3 separate regions of the Mus musculus genome follow, and regions 2 and 3 are each linked to region 1. A link is a contact called in public Hi-C and promoter capture Hi-C data. All regions are on one chromosome and are shown on one strand. The core of a region is the stretch at or near the end of the contact, and the rest is flanking DNA. Distances in the headings are between cores, read along the strand shown. Region 1 holds the start of Lnx2 (ligand of numb-protein X 2). Region 2 holds the start of Trrap (transformation/transcription domain-associated protein). Region 3 holds the start of Tecpr1 (tectonin beta-propeller repeat containing 1).

Region 1 (4,813 bases), core at 994-3,493:
TGAGTTTGAGGCCAGCCTGGTCTCCAGAGTGAGTTCCAGGACAGTTAGAGTAAAACTCTGTCTCTAAAACAAAAACAGAAAACAGACAAACAAACTAACAAAACCAGGGATCATCTTTCACTACTCCTACCTAGTCACTCACCTATGAGTCCACCCCTCCTGAATGCCACACCAGCTTTCTTCAGACTGGTGGTGACAAGCTCTGGCTGAGGTTTTACTGAGCCAGGGCCAAAACTGTTTTTATTTTTTCGGGTTTCCAAATCCTACCAGACTAAAAACCGCTAAAGAACAAAGAGAGGGTAATAAACCCTTTGCAAACACATATTATATGCACGGAGACTATGTAGTAGTCTCACCTACTGCCTGGCCCCCACTGTCCTCCAGCCTGCTGCAGTTATCTTTATGGAATGCAAATCTTACCACAGCATCTTCCTGCTTGAAATGAACACCTCACTCTCACTGACCAGATGAAGTGTCCAAACGTCTTGAGGAATTACACAAAATCCTTTCTTTTTATTATTTCAACAGATATCTAAGGGTCCACTTGTACAATGTACCATGAACCCCTAAGATAAACAACAAACCAGCCCCCAACCCCCATTGCTTTAGCCCCAAACATCAAGTCCTTCAGACCAACCATATGCACAGCAGATGATGTCGCACTTTATGGCTATAAGCATTTAGGATGCTCCCAGAGAAAGCCCGTGCCAATTTGAAGACTGCCTAGGATTTCTCTGGCACATTCTAGGCAGAAATGATTTTAAGTTCCCACATCACTTTGTTCAATTTCCTTTCAGGTAATGGACTAAGAAGTATACAGACACTGACAACTCTGGGCAAGAAATTCCCTTTCACCAAAGTCTGGAAAGCGGAGTAGACACGGAGTAGCTAAATGTTTATACAACGAAAAGGCTCAAACTTGAAGCTTAGAGGAACAAACCTTGGACTTAGTGGATGGACTGAATTAAAAACAATGTGACTCTAGAGCTGCTTTGACTTGGCCTACATTTGACCCCTTTGGGAAAACTCACATGGAATTTGGACAGGCTAAAACGGCAAAACCTTGTTAGCTCAACAATGATCTGCCGGCCAAATAGGACACTAGATTCCCCCATCTTCCTTCTTTACCTGCCAAAGTCCTTTTCTCCAAAGGTGGGTGGGTGGGGGAGGGTTTTCAAACCTATCAAAGCAAACAGGACTGACCTACTGAGATCCTGCGTCTGTGCTATGTCACTGAACAGGCTAGAGAAAACGCAAATTGTGTCCTGGGAAGGAGGCCAATGTCTAAGTACTGTGACTGAAAAGAATGTGACATTCTTAAAGTGAAGGCAGTTTGGATAAACTGGAGCTCACGGTTGCCTCCAACTACCCTTGCCATTGGTTTCTGGGCTTTTTTTTTTTTTTCCCCAAAGAAAAATTGGCGGGGTGTGGGGCACACGCCTTTCTAACCCTACAGCACTCAAGAAAGAGGCGGATCTCCGTGAGTTCCAGGCTAGCCAAGGCTACAGAGTGAGAAGAAGAAAAATTGATTCGATAAAGCCACGCGGAAGCGTCCTTAAGGCTCCTGGCAAACACACACTCTTAAATGCAAACGGAAATACTAGAACACTCCATTAAAAAGTCCTTGCGTGAAACGTGGCAGAAAGCTTTGAAAAGCCAGCGATGTCTTTCCCAAGAGGTGCTTTGTGCGCAAATGCTTCCAAATCGGGACTCATATTTTGGAAATTATACCCCCCACGCTCCCAAACATGTCAAATCTGAAGAGAAAGGTGAGAATTCCCCCGCAACAGGCTGGGGCAAGGAGGAGGGTGCCTCTCTGCTCATCCCTTCCAGGAAACAAAACCAGAGGGCAACTAGCTAGCGCCACTCTGGCTCCAGACAACGTGCAGACGCAAAGTGCAAGAACTCGTTCCCAAACCTCCATGTCTTGAAAAGCGAGAGGCGCGCAGACCTGCATCGGGGTTCCTGGAACCCGCACCCGCACCGGGCCGGGCCAGACAGCACGCGGCCCCCAGCGGTCCCCCAGATGGTCCCCCCTACCCTGACGCCACACCCCGTCACCGCCCGCACCTGAGGCGAAGTAACTCACTGAGGGAAAGCGGCGGGCTCCCCGCGGGAGCGCTGACGAGGACGCCGCCCGGCTCCGCTCCGCTGGGACTCGCCGCCGCCGATTTCCTGGCGAGAAGCAAAGTCCGGCCAAGACTTTACTTCTCAACCGCCCCTGCTGCCTTTCCCCTAGGGGGCGAGCGCAGAGGCCCAACCCGACACGCACCTGAGCCAATCAACGGCGGACAAAGGCGGGACTAAGAGCGGGCTCGGAGCCTCTCGACCAATCAAGGAGTTCGAGGGGCCGAGTCGGCCCTGCTCATCACCCCCGTGTTAGAGTGAGCGCGTTCCGCCCTCCGCCATCGCTCCCGGCCGGATTCTCCCTCTCAGACACACAGAGAAAACGCTCGGGAAGTGTCTGCGTGCACCCCTGGAGCGCCGCGCCGGGCGTGGGACAGCTGAAGGGAGGGGAGGGCTGCGGGACCAGGCTGAGGGAGAACAGGTGGCGGGGGGCGGCTGACGTGTAGGTGTGCAGGGCGAGGGGACAGCTGGGTGGGGCGGGGACCCAGCCTGGCCAGGGTCAGGTGGGAGCTGGGAGGATGCACCTGAGAAGAAGGGCGGTTCCTTGGGATCAAAGGGAAAAGGAGCTGCCAGTCCCACAGCGTGAGCTCCCGAGGAAGGAGGGCGGTGCTCCAAACTCTCACTTCTCTCGCAAAAGAAAGACCATCGCAGCCCTTGCACCTAGTGGAGATGTACATTTGCACCCCAGGGAGAAAAATTTTTAAAACCCACAGTATCGTCAGGAGAGTCATCTCTGCACAACAGTCTCTCTGCTTTTTCAAGGTGCCCCATGAAAGGCCCCTGAGGACTCAAGTCCTGGGAATAGCCAGCCCTGGGGCAGTCGGGTTCCTGGAGAGCCTAGCAGGCCAGAGATCCGACTCTGACTCTTTTTAAATAGCAGGTGTCTCGGGGCGACAGGTGAGAGCCTATGCTCTTCAGTGGCACTTGGGGACCGGCTGGCTGTGCCCGGCAGCTGGCTTAGCTTCCGCAGTTCCAGGTGAACCGTCCTGCCCGCGCCTGGGCGTGGTCGGGGGCGGGACCCGGTTTAGCCCCGCCCACAGAGGGCCCTGCCGCGCCGCTGCGGCTCCGCCCCCCTCCTTCCGTCATCCGCTTCTTCCGTCGGTGGTTTCTTCCTTCCTGCCTTGTCCCGCACCTTTCGCGACATGGGGAAGAGCTTCCATTTCGCCAGCGCCACCTGAGGATTTCCTGGAGCCGCCACCCCCACCTCCCGCGATGGAAGACGATCAGGAGCTGGAGAGGTAAGGGTGGAGGGGAAGAGTGGAGTGGGGCGGCGGGTCGGGCCAGCGAAGCGGGTGGCGAAGGGGCACGCGGCCGACTGCGGCCCGGCGTGGCGGCTAGGCCTGACCCCAGGCGCTGGGGAAGGAAGGAGAGAGAGTAGAGCGGGCCGGGTTGGGAAGAGGGAGGAGCCGTGGGTTTATTTGTAACAGAAAAGCCCAGAGGGATGCTAGCCATCCGGGAGGGGAGAGAAGTTGGGAATCATGCTGTAAGTCCCAAACTGCCACCACCCCCATTAGAACTGCCTCGTTGTAAGGTCACGCACCGGGCCAGCCGTCCCGAGTGGCGGGCCTGGCGTGTTTAAGTTGGCTAAAGTTACTGCAACTCCGCTCTGTGCAGACTGCTCGTAAATTCTCTCTGTCCACCAAATTCTCCCTCCTATTAAACTTTTCACTTCCTTTAACTTAGTAGTTTCCTTACCTCTTTCAAATGGGAGCCGTAACTGAGCCTGCCACCCTGATAACTTGTGGTTGCCATTTTTATGCTAAAGTAATCGTGTTTTTTATACCTGTCAACTCCCTTTTCATCTTGCAGCAGGGCCTACCCTATTGTAACTCTGCCCCTTTCTTTTGCTCTATCCCAAGAAAGATTTTGCAAACATTTAACTTGGTGGGGTTTTTTTTTTTTTCTGAGATGACACCCCTCCCCCTCTTTGCTGGAGTCAAATGAAGTAGGGAAAAACTGGAGTTAAATATCTATGGCTAGAAGTGTGGAGGCAGGAGAATGAGGCAGTGAATCATAAAAAGTTAATCAGAAAACGATATTCCATGTGATCTTATTCTTACAAAAAAAATATGTGTGTAGAAAAATATCAGGATTGAAGACCTCAATGGCTGAAGGCGAGAGGAAGACAGCCCTGGAAATGGTCCAGGCAGCTGGAACAGATAGACAGTGTGTGACATTTGTCCTGCACGAGGAGGACCATACACTAGGAAACTGTCTGCGGTACATAATCATGAAGAACCCGGAAGTGGAATTTTGTGGTTACACTACGACCCATCCTTCAGAGAGCAAAATTAATTTGCGAATTCAGACCCGGGGTGCCCTTCCAGCTGTTGAGCCGTTTCAGAAAGGCCTGAATGAGCTCTTGAATGTCTGCCAGCATGTGCTTGTCAAGTTTGAGGCCAGCATAAAGGACTATAAAGCTAAAAAGGCAAGCAAAAAGGAGCCCACATTCTAGTCCCTCGTGCAGGGTACAAGCAGGACCACCCTCAGGATGGTGCAGAACCCAGAATTGTGATTGCAGCATGTACTGTCCTGTAGGAAAGAAAATGTGGCTCTAGCTATTGACCCATACAGCTGTTGGAATCTCTGCAAGTATATTTGCCTAATAAATTCTCTCTTTTGTTTAAACTAGTTTTGAGTGGTTTCTCTTCCTTGAACCTAGATGAACCCCAAGGATGGTGTCACC
Region 2 (4,514 bases), core at 1,469-3,968, 2.3 Mb before region 1:
CATGTTTTCCTTTTGTAAAATGTGTTTATTATTACTAAGTGTGTTAATGATCCCTGAGTGTGTAAGCGTGCCTGGGCACCCCTGTGCACATCAGGGGACTTTGCACAGTCAGTTATTCTCCTCCCTTCACACGGGCTTCTTAGTTCTACTCCACAGCAGTAATGGGGATAAACATTAACATGAATCAAGTTAACCGAGTGAAGACACTGCATGCAACACTTTGCCTACCGAGTATTGAGATTATAGTTAAGAGCACGTGCAGAAGGAAACCCAGGGCTTCCTGTGTGCTAGACATTCTACCCGCTGGACTACAACCCAGAGAGTAATCTACTGAGCAATCTCACCTGTCTTATTTATCTTGCCTTTTTTTTTTTTTTTTTAAATCTTCCAAACAAAACAAAAACAGCTCCCAGGGTACTGGTTTGATCCCTGTTTTAAGTCTTTCTCAAACTTCGGACCTGCTACTTTTGGAGGTCGTGATGGCCCAGCGTAAGCTTTATTGGCAAACAGACTATTTCTTGCAGGAAAGAGGGGGGAAAATGTCATTAGAAACAATTTCCCACATTCCCAGCGTTTCAGCTACTGCTAATTCTTCTGTGGCAACAATAAACAATACAGGAGCGTGCTTTCTCTCTGCCGTCTTCCCTCCAAGGTTATTTTGCAGGGCCAGTGAAATCTGTTTATTGCCGAGTGCGAAAATGTATCAATTTAGGATCAGAACACTAAGACCCTGGTGCTTCAAGCTTTCAGATCAGGAACAGGAAGTTGCAGGATATAAATACAAGGAGGCGGGAGGTAGTGGGGTTTAGGCCATCGCTTACACAGTGTTCATCAAAACCGGGTAACTATGGTTACCGAGCTCACTTCACTGTTAGTGGTTGTCACAGAACCTACTCGGTAGTGTAGAATTGATAGAGTTGTCCCTTTCGGTTTTTTTTGTTTGTTTGTTTGTTTGTTTTTTGTTTTTTTGGTTTTTCGAGACAGGGTTTCTCTGTGTAGCCCCGGCTATCCTGGAACTCACTCTGTAGACCAGGTTGACCTCGAACTCAGAGATCCGCCTGCCTCTGCCTCCCGAGTGCTGGGATTAAAGGCGTGAGCCACCACACCCGGCTGAGTTGTCCCTTTCAAAGAAAGACCTTCGTCCTCATCTGGGTATCACAGGATACCCCTACTCCCCACCACGTTTCTTCACCGCTCTGGCTTGGCTTGAGGTCTGTCACCTTCCAATTTTGTCTTGAAGGGAGGGCATCAGCTACAAGCGGGACAAATGTAGTTGTCTCAGGGTGACCTAGCAGCATAACACCCGAGTTTGCCTTTAAGCCAACTGGATGTCAGTCTATCTGCCCCTATCCCAGGCTGGTCTCGAACTCAGAAATCCGCCTGCCTCCCCCCCCCCGGCCCCCCCCCCCCCCCCCCCCCCCAGTGCTGTGATTAAAGTCTTGCAGGAACTACTTCACTCTCAGGCGGCTGATCAGCAATAGAGCGCTGGCCTAGTGGATGTGAAGCCCTAAGTTCAACACCCAGCATTGCTGGAAGAGGAAAAATAAAATCTCAGGGAAGGAAGTCCAGCCCTGAAGGCCACACATACACACACACACACACACACACACACACACACACACAGCTGGCCTAGTGGATGTGAAGCCCTAAGTTCAACACCCAGCATTGCTGGAAGAGGAAAAATAAAATCTCAGGGAAGGAAGTCCAGCCCTGAAGGCCACACATACACACACACACACACACACACACACACACACACACACACACACACACACACAGTGAACCAACTGGAGAGGTATTTCGGGTGTCAATCACCCTTCAGTCTGGTTCCTGCGAGGAAAAGGGACACGGGGTTGGGTGTGGAGGCGATGACGAATCTTGAAGCTGCAGCAGCCCAGAGCCCCACCGGCCTAGGTGCTCAGCAGATAGGTCACCCAGGCGATGATTTAAAAGGACAGCACGCCCACCCAAGGCGGCAGACCGCCCCTCCCTGCCCCGCTGCCCGCCCAGGCCGCACCCACTTGGGGGCGGTGCGCCCGAGCTTAGTTCTGGTGGGCGGACGCCGCGGCTTTAAGCCGGGGCGGGACTGAGCGAGGAGCAGCAGCGGCGTCGGCGGCGAGAGTTCTTGGGGACTCGGGCCCGGATGCTGGGGGCTAGTCGGCAGGTCCCGGTAAGCGCAAGGGAGGGCGGGTGAACGGTCCCGGGAGATGCACGCGCGTGCGTGTCTCAGGCGTGGGAGAGAGTCGGTGCAGCACGACGGCTCCACGGAGAAGTGGAGAAGGCTGTCCCTGCTTGACCGAGGTCCTTCCGGCCCCCCAGGAGCCCTCCTAAACTAGATCAGCCACACTGCAGCATTTAGTCCTCCGCGGCGCCGGGCTGCGCTGGAGCGGATGGAGGGACGCGCAGCGCTAGCGGCCGCGGAGGTTGGCCCTCGGCGCTTGCCGTAGCTCAGCGGCCTGCTGGGGGGCAGTCGCTGAGAGTCCCGGGAAGGATCGGCGACAAAAGGAGGGAACCCGAAGGCCGTTTGCGACGCGAAGGGATTGAGTGAGGAGTCGAGGGGGCTGCGGCACCCCACCAAAGCCATCCTGGCATCTGCGGGCCTCCACGCAGGCTCCTGGCTCTCTGGGCCAGACGCTGAGAGTGAAGGTAGCGGCGGCTACGGCGCCCCCTGGCGGCCCGGAGGCGCGTTGTCCAGCCAGCCGGGCGTCGTGGGCGGGGCGGACCCGATGGAGGACGGCGGGCTGTGGGGCCGTTTGCCTTTTCCTTACCTGGGTGGGGACTCCGTGGGCTCGAGGGCATCCAGGCCTGAATCCATATCCTCTCGAAAAGCTCAGAACCTCCTTCCAGAATCCACAGGCGGATAGGGTAGCCCCCTGCTTTCAGGTTCTTGGCCCAGGGAGAAGCTAGGCCTGGTCCCTGGGAGGATCGGGTGGGAGCTCGGAAGTGGCACTTTTACTGAGTGGCTTATAAAAAGGAGATTAAGTGTCGCAAAAGTTTGCGCAGATGATTGGGCTATAGCTCAGAGGGTAGAGTGTCCCCCTAGCACACCAAACCCTGGGTTCGATTCCCCAGAACCTCCTAGCCCTGGGGTGATGGTACACAGGCCTGTCAGGGGTCGGGGCTGGAAGCTCAACAATCAAGGCCAACCGTACATCTACATCAGCCTGCTCCTCCTACCCGAGCTACACAACACCGCCTCCACAGCAGAAAAGCTAGATAAAAAGTTTGGCCAGGATTAGGGCTTCTGTTTTGTTCTTAAGAATGCCTTGACCCTGAGTCTAGTTAATAGTCGGTGAGTATGAGGGACCTCCAGTGTTTGAAGGAGGAACTCTGATAGGAAAAGCAAGAGTTTGCCAAGTCACGGTAGCAAGGCTGATAGTATCCTTAGCTTTTCTCTTCTCTCCCTAGGAACAGGGTCTCTGGTATTATGTAGGCCTGGCTGGTCTAGAACTCACAGAGATCCACAGAGTCCTGGGGTTAAAGGCGTGCACTGGCACACTCAGCTTTTTATTTTTTAAGCATTTGCTTGTTTGTGTATGTGTGTTCGGCATGCATGTGGAGCTAAGAGGTCAGCCTGTGGGACTCAGTTCTCCCCCTCCACCCTGTGGTCACATATCAAGATAGGTCTCCAGGTTTGGCTCCAAGCGCTTTACCTTATGAGCCAGGAGTCAACGTTCCTGTTTTCCAAGTCACTGTGGTGCTTTTAAAGTATGCTTTGGGGCCGGTGAGTTGGTTCAGTGGGTAAAGGTTGCTTGCTGCCAAGCCCGATGACCCGAGTTCAATCCCTGAGACCCACACGGTGGATGGAAGGAACAGACGTCCCACAAGTGGTCCCCTGACTTCCTCATGTGCTGTGTGGCACACACCTTCTTCCACCCCAGTTAAGAAAATGTAATGATAAAAAGCATGCTTTGTGTTTTGTGCCTCGACTGTAGATAAGATCCACAGTCTTTGAGGTAATGCTTAGGAGAATAGTTTATTATTTATACAATACTGGGGGATAAAACCCAGGACAAGGCTCTACCATGATGTAGTGTGTATATTTTCCCAAGGTCTCAGGTAACCCTGACTAGCCTAAAATTCACTATGTACAACAGGCTGGCCTCTTGTCCCCTGCGTGCTGGGATTAAAACCATTTGCCCCCATGCTTAGCTGGTTTTATATTTTCTTAAACTGGTTGGGGTGGGATGGGGGGAGTATTGAAGAAGAGTAGTATTTCATGATGAATTCAGATTATGCAAAAGGTGTCCTTAAGCCCTCCTTTTTGTTTTGTTTTTTTGTTTTTTGAACACCGCTGTTGTCATTCATTTATGTGTTAGTGACTCCTTCCTGAGTGCTGGGGAACTGGGTAGACATTGCACAACTACAAAGATTCAAACATTTCCTGTGTGGCTCCCCCCACCTCCTCCATGACACTTTGGAGATAGTGTCTTATGTGTCCCAGGCCCCCATCTGTACTTCTCCCGTGCTGGAGAGGTTGTGGGATTACTCCGCTTTATGCAGGGCTGGGAATC
Region 3 (4,534 bases), core at 96-2,595, 2.9 Mb before region 1:
ATACTTGTAAGTGAGCCACAATGGCACTTGCTTATAACCCTAGAGCTGAAGAGGTGGATGGATCCCTGGGGTTTCCTGGTTGGTTAGCCTAGCCTAATTAGTGGGCCCCGGGCTAGTGAGAAATCCCAGCTTTAAAAAAACAAAGTGGATGGTGCAGGTTGACCTCTGACTTCCACAGCCGCTTGTGCATCTGCACACACAAAGAAATTAAAAACAAAAACAACAGCAACAACAAGAAAACAGGGCTGGAGAAATGGCTCAGTGGTTAAGAGCACTGACTGCTCTTCCGAAGGTCCTGAATTCAAAATCCCAGCAACCACATGGTGGCTCACAACCATCTGTACAGCTACAGTGTACTCATATACATAAAAACAAACAAACAAACAAACAAACAAACAAAAAGCAGAGCAAGCAGTGGGCAGTAGATGCTCTTGAGGCCACAACACAGCACACAGAAGCCACAAAACGTTTACTTCTGCGGAATCTGTCTTCAGGCTGCAAGACTTCTTCTGGTTTTTCTATTACACCCTCACTCCTGTCTGATGTGCACTGGCTATTAAAGTTGTTTCCTGGCTGCCAAGCGCAGGGACCACTCCAAGGTGATGTTAGGGTTAAAAAAGAAGACAGGAAATATCAGAGCTTGTATGGGAGTGGGGGCCCTTCCTGGAGAGTAAATAGAGTCGGGCCCAGCCCCAGCCGGCAGGAAGCGACCTGGCTTTGATCCCAGTTCCTGCACTTGGGCGACAGGTGGGTCCCCTGCACTGTCACCAGGAGCATATGTCGGAGCTGTAGGGCTGTGACCATCTGCCTACACTAATCCTAAAGCAAGCAGATTTGCTCCCAACGTCAAGGGAGAAGAAAGGCTACAGACAGGCTCCTGGATGTTCCATTTCTCTAAAATCATGCAGGCTCGGCGATCGGCGTCTTCAAATCTCTGCAGTCCTAAGGCTGCAAAGGCTGCAATGGGGGTCATGCTATGAAGCGGGTTCACGAGCAGACATTTAGGGGTTCCAAAGCAGGGGTAGGGGTGGTGCCCTGTAGGTGTGCAGCAGAGAACACAAGTACAGTCCCCTCTCCCTCCCTCGATCGTCCCAGTTAACGCAGCCAATGGAGGAGAGGGATCGGAAAACTGGGAGCACCTCTGCTCTGTGCCACCCAAATAACATCGATCGGAGTCTCCACGGCCCTTGTCACCGATGTTACGGGGACATCGCGCCGCACTTACCTGTGCCCACGCCCGGTGGGGCGGGTTCCCAGCGGAGGCTTCTGTACTCCTCGGTTTTAGCTACAGTCCGGCCCTCCCCCGGCCTCAGGCTAGAGGGCGGGCCGGAAGCAATAATCAACTCAGCGTTGATCGGCCAGATTCGGAGTGACGCAACTGCCTGGAAGCTCACGATTGGCTGCTGCGCTCAGCCGCAATTTCTCCGGCTCGGGGTGGCGCGCGTGCGCACTCTCGAGGTCGCGCCGGGTCCCGCTAGCCAGCGGCGCTCTGTGCTAGTCGGGAGGAAAGGAGCGGGTTGCTACGTCCCCTCTCAGGACTCCGCGGGTCCCAGCGCGTCCTCACATGCCTGCTTCCTGCGCTCCAACCTTCTCCGGCACGTCCCTCCTTCTTGCCTGAAGCACTTCTCGTCTACACCGGCCTGCACCGCTCCCGAAGCGGAGTCAGGTTTTTTCAGGGTTGGATTTCTTTAGTTGACACAGGAGTCTGTTTTCCAGCCTTCATAAGAAAGGATAGTCGTCATTTCTAATTCTTCATTTCTTGTTTAAAGATTTATTTATTCTTATGTGCCTTGTGCAGTTTGCCTTCTTTTGCCTGCATTCATGTCCGTGTGACGTTGTCAGATCCCCTGGTACTGGAGTCACAGTTGTGAGCTCCCATGTGGATGCTGGGTATTGACACCGGGTCCCCGGGTTAGTGCTCTTAACTGCTGAGCCATCTCTCTAGCCTCTTATTAACTTTTTAGTTTTTAAAAAAATATTTATTTGTATGTGTGTTCCTGTGTGCACGTGCGCAATGCGCTAGGTGCAGAGATCAGAGGACAGCTTTCTAAAGTTGGTTTTTTTCCTACCACCGTGTGGGTCCCAGGGTTCGAACTCAGTACTTCAGGCTTCTCAGCCTTTACCTACTGAGCCACCTCACCGGTAAATTCTGTATTATTTTTTTTAATTAGTGTGTTTTAGATTTTGATTTGTTTATGTGTGAGAGTATAAGCAGATGTATGTGTTGTGTGTAGGGGTGTGTGTACCTGTATATAACCCACACAGGCCTGAAGAGGGCATCCACCGGGTGCTCTCTGCTGCTATTCTGCCTGTTCTGAGGCAAGGTTGCCTACTGTCTTCATTAGGCTGGAATCCAGCAACCCCCTGACACCCCCTGGTTTCTGCTCACCTTGGGGTTAAGGTTAAGTCATTTGCAGGGACACCTGGTGTGTTAAGAGGACGCTGGATCTGATTCTGGTCCTCACTGCAGAGCAGGTGTTCTTAATGTCTGAGCCATCTCTCCAGCCCCTCGTTAGTTTTAGGGGGTCTTTTTTTTTTCTCTCCTTACAACATTTATTTAGTGTATGTGTGTCTGTCTCTCTGTCTTTGGTCAGAGGACAACTTATTGGAATTGGTTGTCTAGTTCTATTGTGAAGCGAGAATCCATATTCAATTGAGTTCAGGTTTTCAGGTGAGTGTCTTTACCCTCTGAGCCATCTTGCTGACTTGCCTGGTTGGTTGGTTGGTTTGACACAGGGTCTCACTGAATTACTCAAGCTGGGATGGAATTCACGATGTAGCTCAGGTTAGCCTTGAACTTGCAACCTTCCTTCCTCAGCCTCCTGAGTGCCGAGATTCTAGGCTGTATCATGACACTTGATGTTTTGCTATATCTGGGGTGAAGGAAGGTGTGTGGTACGAGCATGCTGTTTGGTCTTTGCTTGCAGTGCTGGGGATCGAAGCGGGGCCTTGCCCGTGTTCTGTCACCTAGCTCTTCTCCCTTCTTAGCTTTTCTGTCTAATCAGGTTTGGGTCACTTGGCCATCACTGTGCATTGCCTAATGAAGAGTTCCAGAAATGGTTTAGAAAAAATACAGGGCTCACCAGCCTCTCCCAGAATTGACAGAGCCACTTTGCCTTCCCCACCAGGATGGGCTGGACTCTTGAAGTATGAGCCAAACTACAGCCTTCCGCTCTGGCCTCTAGATGGTCACACGCCCTTGTATATACGTGACAACACGCAAACCACACAGAACAAATAAAACTGAAATCAGAAGTGTGTCTGTCCCTCTCTCCTTGCCGGGGGTGGGGGGGGGGTGGGGGGGGGGGGAGGACACTGCCTACAGATGCTAGTTCATCAACGGATGTAAATGTAAGCAAGATGCCCTGAAGTGAAAAGGGAATTTTAGTTTTGTTGTTTTGAGACAGGATTTCAGTATGTAGCCTTGACTGTTCTGGAACTGGCTATGTAGACCAAGCCGATTCCAAGCTCAGAGATCTGCCTGCCTGTGCCTCGGGAGTATTTTTTTCCCCCTGAGACAGGGTTTCTCTGTGTAGCCCTGGCAGTCCTGGAACTCACTTCTCACTTTGTAGACCAGGCTGCCTCTGCCTCCCAAGTGCTGGGATTAAAGGCATGCACCACCACGCCCGGCTTGGTTCTTGTTTTTGTTTCCAATAATAATAATAATAACAACAACAACAATAATAATAATAATAATAATGCCACAAAACCTCTAGAATACAAACAGCAGTGGGCCATAGTCCCTTGTGGTGCCTAAGGAGCACAGGGACCTCCCGATCTCATTACAAAGCCCCTCAAGTGTGGCGAGGAAAGTACAGACGTTTACAGGTTCTAATCTGTATTAGCACAGCTGTTGTGTATTATAAAAGGAGCCAGGACACGTTTTGTAGAGCTAGGTATGGTGAGGTGGGAGGGATACCTCGGTGGGCCCATCCTCTGAGGCAGCCCTTCCCCTGAGGTATTGTATAGAATAGAGTTTATTTAGGGGCATGGGGTGGGAGTTGAGAAGGGAGGAGAGACAGGGAGAGGGAGAGAGGGGTCAGAGAGGGGAAAGAGGCAGAGAGAGTAAGAGAGCGAGGAAGCTGTCGTCAGGTAACTGCGGGCGGAGCCTAGAAGAAATGGGGCGGAGCCTAGAAATGGGGCGGAGCCTAGAAGAAATGGTAACCACAGCGATTTAAGCGAATTGGCCAAGAGATCTTCTCTCCGGGAGCTGAGAAGGTGCAGTGGGAAGAAGGAATGGATAAGAGAAGGCAGGGAAGATGGCGTGCAGCCCTAAGGGTCTGAGCTGGGCCAATAAAGAGGGCTAATGAAGTTAGGGGGGAACTGCTGTGGTCGGGTTAGGGATGGGAGGAGGAACCCCCAGGTTGATTACCTAACAAAAACTACTCTATAGGAGACAAAGGTTGCACTCCATAGCTGAGGTCCCCAGTGTACTTAGACGCACTAGTTACCATTCAGTTCTGTGAATTCACTTAGCTTGCTCTGGTGACAGCAGTTTGATTCTTTTTTTTTTTTTTTTTTTAAGTATCATTTA

The links. Promoter capture Hi-C pulls out the DNA fragments that hold promoters and counts their contacts. A called contact is a pair of places that touch in the nucleus more often than the background predicts.
Region 2: a contact with region 1 is called in a promoter capture Hi-C map of pre-B cells, with 2.2 times the contacts expected there. The contact joins the promoter of Trrap here to the promoter of Lnx2 in region 1.
Region 3: a contact with region 1 is called in a Hi-C map of B cells, with 6 read pairs. The contact joins the promoter of Tecpr1 here to the promoter of Lnx2 in region 1.

What each region holds. Positions count from the first base shown.
Region 1 is chr5:147,074,329-147,079,141 of GRCm38.p6, forward strand. It overlaps Lnx2 (ligand of numb-protein X 2), which reads right to left and starts at 2,244. Exons shown (of 10, transcript NM_080795.4): 1 at 2,090-2,244. Polr1d (polymerase (RNA) I polypeptide D) reads left to right here and starts at 3,018. Exons shown (of 3, transcript NM_181730.4): 1 at 3,018-3,365. The coding sequence starts at 3,340.
Region 2 is chr5:144,766,076-144,770,589 of GRCm38.p6, forward strand. It overlaps Trrap (transformation/transcription domain-associated protein), which reads left to right and starts at 2,719. Exons shown (of 71, transcript NM_001081362.2): 1 at 2,719-2,772.
Region 3 is chr5:144,222,270-144,226,803 of GRCm38.p6, forward strand. Tecpr1 (tectonin beta-propeller repeat containing 1) reads right to left here and starts at 1,346. Exons shown (of 25, transcript NM_027410.2): 1 at 1,226-1,346.